2 separate regions of the Anas platyrhynchos genome follow, and region 2 is linked to region 1. The links are chromatin contacts, called in public Hi-C maps. All regions are on one chromosome and are shown on one strand. The core of a region is the stretch at or near the end of the contact, and the rest is flanking DNA. Distances in the headings are between cores, read along the strand shown.

Region 1 (3,825 bases), core at 1,225-3,724:
TTCAGAATGAAATAATTAATGTGAATCAGAGAAACTGATTCAACACAATGAAACTGTGCTATATTATGTTCAGATGTGAAGTCATCATCACAGAGAATCTCAGTAAGAATTAAAATTTTTGAGCATATAAACATTTGTTGACTTTAGAGAGAACAAAAAATTCTATTCTTACTATGCTTCAAAATGCAAAAATGTTTGATCCAGGTCAGAGGGGTGTATATATGCAAAGTCTGCAAAAATCATTGGTGGGGGTCTCAGTTCAGTAGGAGGTACTTTGAAAACTGCTGAATTTAAGGGTATTGTTGAGTTGTCATTTGATGGCTAAGACTGAGATACATACAACTTCAATAACTGGAATTGATTAAAAGACTATTTCAGAGCCATCTAAGATGTTATCTCACTATTTAAATGTATTTTTTTGCCTAGCACATCTCAATTTCTGTTTTATAGAAGCATTTTTCTAATGGCTACATGAAAGTGCTTTGAACTTCACTTTCTTCTTTAAAAAAAAAAAAAAAAAGTTTTAAGTAAAACCTTGAACAGAAGATACTCCTAAATTCTGTATTCTTGAGCACAAGTGGTGGTTTCTACAAGCACACATGTAACCTGACTATGTGGTATTATCTATCTCAACAGTTTGTGGCTTTTGTACATACTTCATACTGTTTCTGCTGCTTGAAGTATCCACAGAAACTGGGTTTATATTGTTACCTCATTTATCATCTCAAACCAGATAAAATGGGTCTGATGTACTAAGCCACCTACTTGGCTGGTTATTTTTAAATGCTAAGGGTATAGCTTCTTGACTTTCTAAGCTCACCCCCACTGACATCTGTAGACAACTCATACATCTGTATCAGTTAGAAATGATAAGAAACCATCTGAGGGAGATCAGTTGTAGATCTTGGAAGATTGAACAAGAACTGCTGTAACACCTCGTTATCTGTTATTTATTTATTTAACACACTCATCATGTTTTTCTTGGAGGACTTGTGTTTAAATCAAAATCCACATCCAGCATAGCTAGGGTGAGTATGAATTGCTTGACACTATACCAAGCCTATTTTGGAAACATGATATAAGCATCAAAAAAACCTTTTGTGATGAAAGAAAGGGAAAAAAAAGAGTGACAACGCCAAAAAAATACATCCATTCAAGCAGGTAGCCTGGGTTGTATGAATATAAGTCAAGTATGGCTACATGGTCAGCCTGATGCCCCTGCCCTGTACTTCATTAAGAACACAGATGTGCTAATAAAGCAGCAAACCTCCTGTGACTGCAGTGGAGGTACAGCATAGCTACTTTTCCGTGCTGTTCTTCTCTCCTACATAAGCACACACAGCAAGCAAGGTAGGGAAGAAAAGAGAGAGTGCAAAGGACTGCAGTTGTCATATTCTGTAGCCACTGCTTTGACAGATTTGACAGATTTCCCCATAGCATTAGGGCTCTGTGGAGAGAGAGACAGCTAAGCAGCCACGTTTGTTTCCACATAGCCCATAGCATGCAAACAGCATTGGGTGACTTCGCTGAACAAGGGAAGGTAGCTGGAGGTTAGGGCGGGGGAGCTACTGTTCCTAGCACTGCTTCTTCAGTAAAGGAGCATCTTAACACCATATGCACCCTAACTACCTGGCACAGGCTCTCCAGGGTTTAGTTTAGAAAAAGATTTATTCCTAAATGACAGATGAAGCTTAGATTACCCATATGAGCCTGTAAGCATGATCAACTTTTTTACAACAAAAAAAGCTTTTCTGCTCTGGACTAGGAGCTTCATGAGCTCCTACTCAGTTACATATTTGCTGCTGTTTTTAGACCTTTCAATTTTTCTGAAAGTATGTGCATATGTCAATGTGTTATGTATGAAATATATTTAACTACACTAACACTCTTGGAGGTAAAACGCATACGTATGTCTGCAGCTGCTCCTAGTCCAGCCATATCTGACTGGTACATTTTCAGTCTTTGATGCCACCCTTAGAAGACACCAAATCAGTCTAATTCACATGTGCACAGAGTTCAATTCCTCTCTTTCATTCTTCATTGCTATAAATGCCCTTTGCTCTTACACACAGCTGGTTACCGCATGGCATTCCTTCTCCTTTGAGAGTGAAAAACCTCTTTAGAACATAAGTCCATTCAGAACTACTCCCTGGGGTGGCTACAAGCTAAAACCCCCAATTCTGCCTTCTTTCCTATGAGACAATTCCAATATAATCCCAGAAGAGTTTCGGATACTGCCAGTAGTGTGTGAGCCAGATAGCCTTGTGTCCAGCCAGAACTCTGATTTAGCAGCTCATCATGTTTTTTTCTGTTAGACCATTTCTAAAATGTACCTCTAGTGAAAATAATAATAAAAGGTCATAATGCAACCTTACCTTATTTCCTGCCAAAAGGTATTCTGATGTGGATTCAGTGACTTCTACTTGTGTTCAGTAGTAACTTTTCCAAACAGACTACACTTATATGAGAGTCAGTGTCTGGCTTTTTTGCTCTGGGCACCATTTCCAGTCACATGAACTGGGAACAGCTTGATTCAGATGTTAACAGCCACTGACATTTGCAGGAATGTTATTAAAAAAAAAAAAAATCAAGCCTTGAGAAATTTCAGTGCTTAAAAAGCTTATCACAAAAGTTACTGAAAATATGGTATGCATGTTATCTGTGAGAACAGTAGCATAATGCAAGTGTTGATGGTAACATGATACATAGCTGTATAGTACATTAAGGAGCAAACCAAATACAGTTCTGTCCTGACTTTCATGTTTTTGCAAGTTCACTGAAGTAGGACTTGTGTGCAAATCATAGAGGAATCTGACTTTTTGATGTTAAATGGATGTTAGAATTTGACAAATTAAATTGGTTGAATTCTAACCCTGGATTACCCTGGATTATTGTCTTAGATTTTGAAGGAGGTCTCCATCAGGTAAAAGACAACATTTGTGGCTTACATTTCACAGGTAATAGAGACACAGAGTTTAGCTCTCTCTCTTCCCCTCCCCCCCCACCAATTTCTCATATCGTTCTCAGACATCTCCTTTTCAGAAGGTGACCTCAAGCAGAATAGCTATGCCCTCGAATCATTGTATTACAGGATAAGAAGTAATGGGCTCCAAGCATCTGACAGATTCTAAGACTTCTCTAGACTGAAGTCACATGGGTTATTTTAACCCTTCCTCCCACCTGACTTGATTTCTTTCTACATGCTTGTAAAATGAACAACAAACACACAAGACCTTGTGAAGCCTACCAATAGTGTTCAGATTTGTCTAAATCACCTACCTCTTGAGACCAGTGAGAGGAAAAGAAATAACTCAAATGCAGTTACACTTAGGTGAATTAGAGCAATACAGGAACAATATATTTTTATAACCTTTGCACTATTCTAGGAGACGCATATTGTAGTTTTTTGTTTGTTTTTCTCCCAAGGGGAAGCAGACAATAAAAGGAAGCCATAGTTCTTTACTCTTTCCTCATTAGCATGATTCCTACAGCATTTGCACCTTCAGCTGAAGAGATGACCAAATGATAGCAAGCCAAGTTTGCGTGCAATACACTGGAAATGACAAAAATTGATAGGTGTGCATGGTGCAAAGCAGTCATTCTAACACAGCTAGTAAACATCTGCTGTCTAATGCATGCTTTGCAAGTGAAGTCTGTTTACATTTTGTGAATGTCAGGCATCCAAATTTGGGGCAGATTGCACCTATCATATTTGCACATTAAATCCATTCAACATTTGTCAGAAATAGATTGGTTTTGTATGTGTGGACAGTCACAGGAAAGAAGCAAAGCCATTTACTAAGGGATACTCCTAGCTGAATTTTG
Region 2 (3,928 bases), core at 81-2,580, 240 kb before region 1:
TATAACATTTATGAATGCTTATATATGAAAGATGCCTCCCCCCTACCCCAAACTGGTTTCTGTCCTACACTTTAGAAATAAACATATTAAGACTGCGGGCATACTAGCTACTGTAATTGATTAACTGGAATTATTTTCCATTCCTTGTTACTGCTGAGGAGACCATGGCTGCCCTCCATCTGTGTAGAGGTCTTCATAAGAAAATGGGGAGCAGTAGAGAAACAGCATGGATTCTCCAAAGAATGCATTAGTTTATTTATTTATTTCAAATGTCTTTCATGTCTTAGCTTTGTGCATCTTTTCCAAGAAGCAAATGCTTCACAGATGGAAAGAAGCAATTTTCAGTTGTAAAAATTCTAAACAGTTCAGGTGAAATGAAAAACAGAATGTCCTGGATACAAGCCAACTTTTTTTTCTAGCCTCACTTTGACTGTGAAAATATTCAACCACCTCCAGAATTTATGGCATGAGAAATGCCCTGCCCAGGTTCTAATGCATGTCTGAGGTATCACTGCCAGGTAGATGAGAAAGGAAGGCTCCTATTTCCACAGACACTACACATCTGCTCTGATTTTCTGCAGGGTAGATCTACAGTGACGCTACAGAAAAAAACTGAGTCTCACATAAACCAAGCTTGTATTGGTATAGCTCCTTTTCTGGAGGGATGTCTGCTATGTTGTTATCAGGCAAAGACACTAATTTGTCCACTGCTACTCTGCTTTCTATCAATTTGTATGGCTAGGTAGTGAAATTAGGAAAAAAAATCATAGGTGATTTGTAAGAAAGAGAAATGAGCTTATTTTTATATGCCTCCTGCTGATAAAATCTTTTAGGATTTACTGCAGATGAAATTAGCAGGAGCATTCATAATTACCCTGAGAACTTTAGGATACCACACGCTGTCTATGAGGCACTTAAATCTCCCTCCCACACACACACCCCTGCAGGGAGCTTAACTCATCATTCAGGACATCCACATTGGAGCCAGACACCCATAGGCAGACACCTACACATCTATGACCTGCTGCATGTGGAGCGAAGCCCAGCAGCAGCCAAAACATTTCCTTGCACTGTAGGTAGAGGGAAAAAAAATAAAATAAAAATAAAAATAAAAAAATAGGGGACCCGAGATATTTCTGGATAATAGGGAGTTTTGGCTCACTGGGCTCTAAATAGACACTCAGGATCATAGACTGAGTGTAGTATGGAAGAAGGCCCATAATTATTAGCTGCTGTGGTGTTGCCAGGAATGCAGCTCTGGAACACATGAATGAATATACAATACTCAGTCCTTTGCTCACTTTGGATGTTGCAATGGTATTACAATGTGTATTTGACAGGCATGTCGTGCAGGACTCTAAAGGAAGAGAGAAAAGCATTCATAGAGGGTGCCGAGTCAGGATCTAAATGCATAATCCAAAGTTATTTCCTATAAAGTCTAGCACATTCTCTGAAAAATGTTGAGTCGTGCCGGAAATGTCTGGTTACTTGTGTAAGAGTTTGCAAGATATACAAACTCATCAGGCTCTGACTCCTAAGTCTTATGACAATAATGCATTTTCTTCCAGACTTATTCAATTGCATATCTGATACACATAATGCTCAGCCAAAATGACTTGTTAGTGATTTATTTTGAATATCCAGCCTTTACCATATGACATCACCTCCTTAACTTGATGAAAAAAAGGTTTAGACTGAATTCTTCCCATTAAAAATAATGGGGCAGTGGTTTCTTGATGCCAATATTTACTGATATCAAAGCAAAATATTGTCTTGGTTATTTGTCTTAATTTAGCCCAAACAGTACACAAAGCACAGTGTACAAAAACAATGTGTTCTTTCTTCTAAACCAGATCATCACTTACTAATTACTATACGATTTAAGTGAAAACAGAGACATGATTCAGTGATGCTTTATAGAAATTATCTCAATATATTCAGAGTTTTTTGTTATCCTGATTGATAGAGAGGTCATATAAGATACATTCCTACAGTGGCTTTCATCCAAAATCTCAGAAAGATTAATTTTAATTATCTGTTATAAAAAATACAGCAGAATGAGACACAGATTCTTTGCTAAGATATCTAGCAAACAGCTACATTATTATGTAAATGTATATGTATAATAATATACATTGTGTGTGTGCACACACAAATACACACACATAAACAATTTTCAACGTTTAATTAAAACTTACAGATCCCACTGGTGTTTGCACAGACCATGTAATACATCTAAATCCAACACAAAGCCCAAACCTTAATCACAGAAAATTAATGTCAGAACTGATATGCCCAAAATGGATCCTTTGCTTCTGAATGCCAATTTGGACACAGAGAGAGATGTGACTCATTTTCTATCTCATTTGAAAACTCACATGGAAACTCCAGGGTCACATGCTCAGGTAAATTATCAGAGAAAAATTAATTGAGAGTACTGCATGAATACCTAGAAGAACTAGTCTGTTTTCAGCATACAAAACAAGATTTGTTCCAAAATTTTTGACTAGGACTCCAGGACGCAAGTGACTATGGATGAATCTGTCTCTACACCATTCACTTTCTATTCCCCAAGAAATCTTCAGCAGAAGCTAAGAATGCCTCTCCCTCAAATCCTGCTGACATAACACCCCTTGTTTACATGCATCCCGTGGACCTTTGCTTCCATCCACATAAGGCGCTGTCTCCTCCTGCCTTCTTTCTGACACTTCCTGTATGGGGCTTCATTACCAAGGGCGCTGTGGTCTAATGGGAAACACATTGGCAGCAGCGAACACATCAAAGCCAATTCATTGACTTCTTTTGCGCTTCACTAACTGCAAACATGCCCGAACAATGCCAAGCACATCAAACATGGGCTTTTAGCTATACTGCATGCTTTGCAACTTCTGAGCAGAAGCAGGAAAGAGAATTTTGGTCTGATTACCACTAGATGGAGCAAAGCCAAAATAGGAGATTTTAATAGACTTGTGATGGAAACACATTCATCTCCTATATTTTTTGACCAAATGACTTTGGTTGAATGATGAAACCAGTTTTCAGGTGGTTGAGCTGAAAACCAAGCCAGTCTGGCTCTAGATGGAGTGAAAGAGCCTTGTTTGGTATGCCACACTGATTTGCAACTAGGGTTCACTCAACAGATTTATGGCACACAATCTTCATCATTTTGTATGATGAAGAACATCACATTTTTAAAAGACTGGTTTCCTTGTTTGTCTTCCAGTGCCCAATTCAGATGAGTAAATAAGGAGTCTAAACCATGAAGAGAGCCCCCATGCTGTGACTGCATAGATGTTTAGGCTCTTTTATTAGGCTTCTAGTGTAGGTCACTAATATTTGATGGTGCTGACATCCTCGAAAGAGTTTATTGGTAGTCCATCTTCCAACTTTCTCTTGTGCACTGTTAACTGCCCAACTAATTACATACTAATAATATGTGGGGAAATCACTAAATATCTCAGCTTGGAAAGATGCAAATTATCACTTCTACTGTTTTCACAGCACAAGCGATATTTCCAGATGTGTTCAGCATTGCCCTAGTTCAATTTCCAACCAGGGAATTTTCACTATTATCTTAAATGGCTGCTGACAGTAAGATAACAGTTAAGACTTCTGAAAATCCACTACATACAGATGTTTTTTTTTTGAAAAATACCATGTAGTTTGAATGGTAAACATGTATAAATACAGGTAATGTGTATTACACTGTTGGTTTTGTAATTGTTACAACTCTGCATATATATCTATAACTATTGAAATCCCTAAAAGTCCAAAATTACTTTACGAATTGAATTGATTTGTTCACTAGACTGTTTCTTTTTCAAATCTGAAAACCCTTATCTCCTATTGCTTATTAATTGGCAGGAAAGTACACAATTCATTCATATTATTCTTTCAGTCTGAATTATAAGCTGAATTTTACCATTAT

What was found. A called contact is a pair of places that touch in the nucleus more often than the background predicts.
Region 2: a contact with region 1 is called in a Hi-C map of liver, with 5 times the contacts expected there. The contact joins the enhancer-like site here to the promoter of FMN2 in region 1. A contact is called at or near these places in 5 of 8 Hi-C or Micro-C datasets (F1 follicle, F5 follicle, liver and 2 more).

Annotation. Positions count from the first base shown.
Region 1 is chr3:29,033,765-29,037,589 of IASCAAS_PekinDuck_T2T, reverse strand. FMN2 (formin 2) reads right to left here and starts at 2,474. Exons shown (of 20, transcript XM_072035606.1): 1 at 2,376-2,474.
Region 2 is chr3:29,272,788-29,276,715 of IASCAAS_PekinDuck_T2T, reverse strand. No RefSeq gene overlaps it. Among named protein-coding and RNA genes, the nearest start is that of GREM2, 15 kb to the right of the region's middle. Within about 2 kb of position 1,330, at least 2 of the 8 cell types and tissues checked have an H3K27ac peak or open chromatin away from gene starts, as enhancers often do.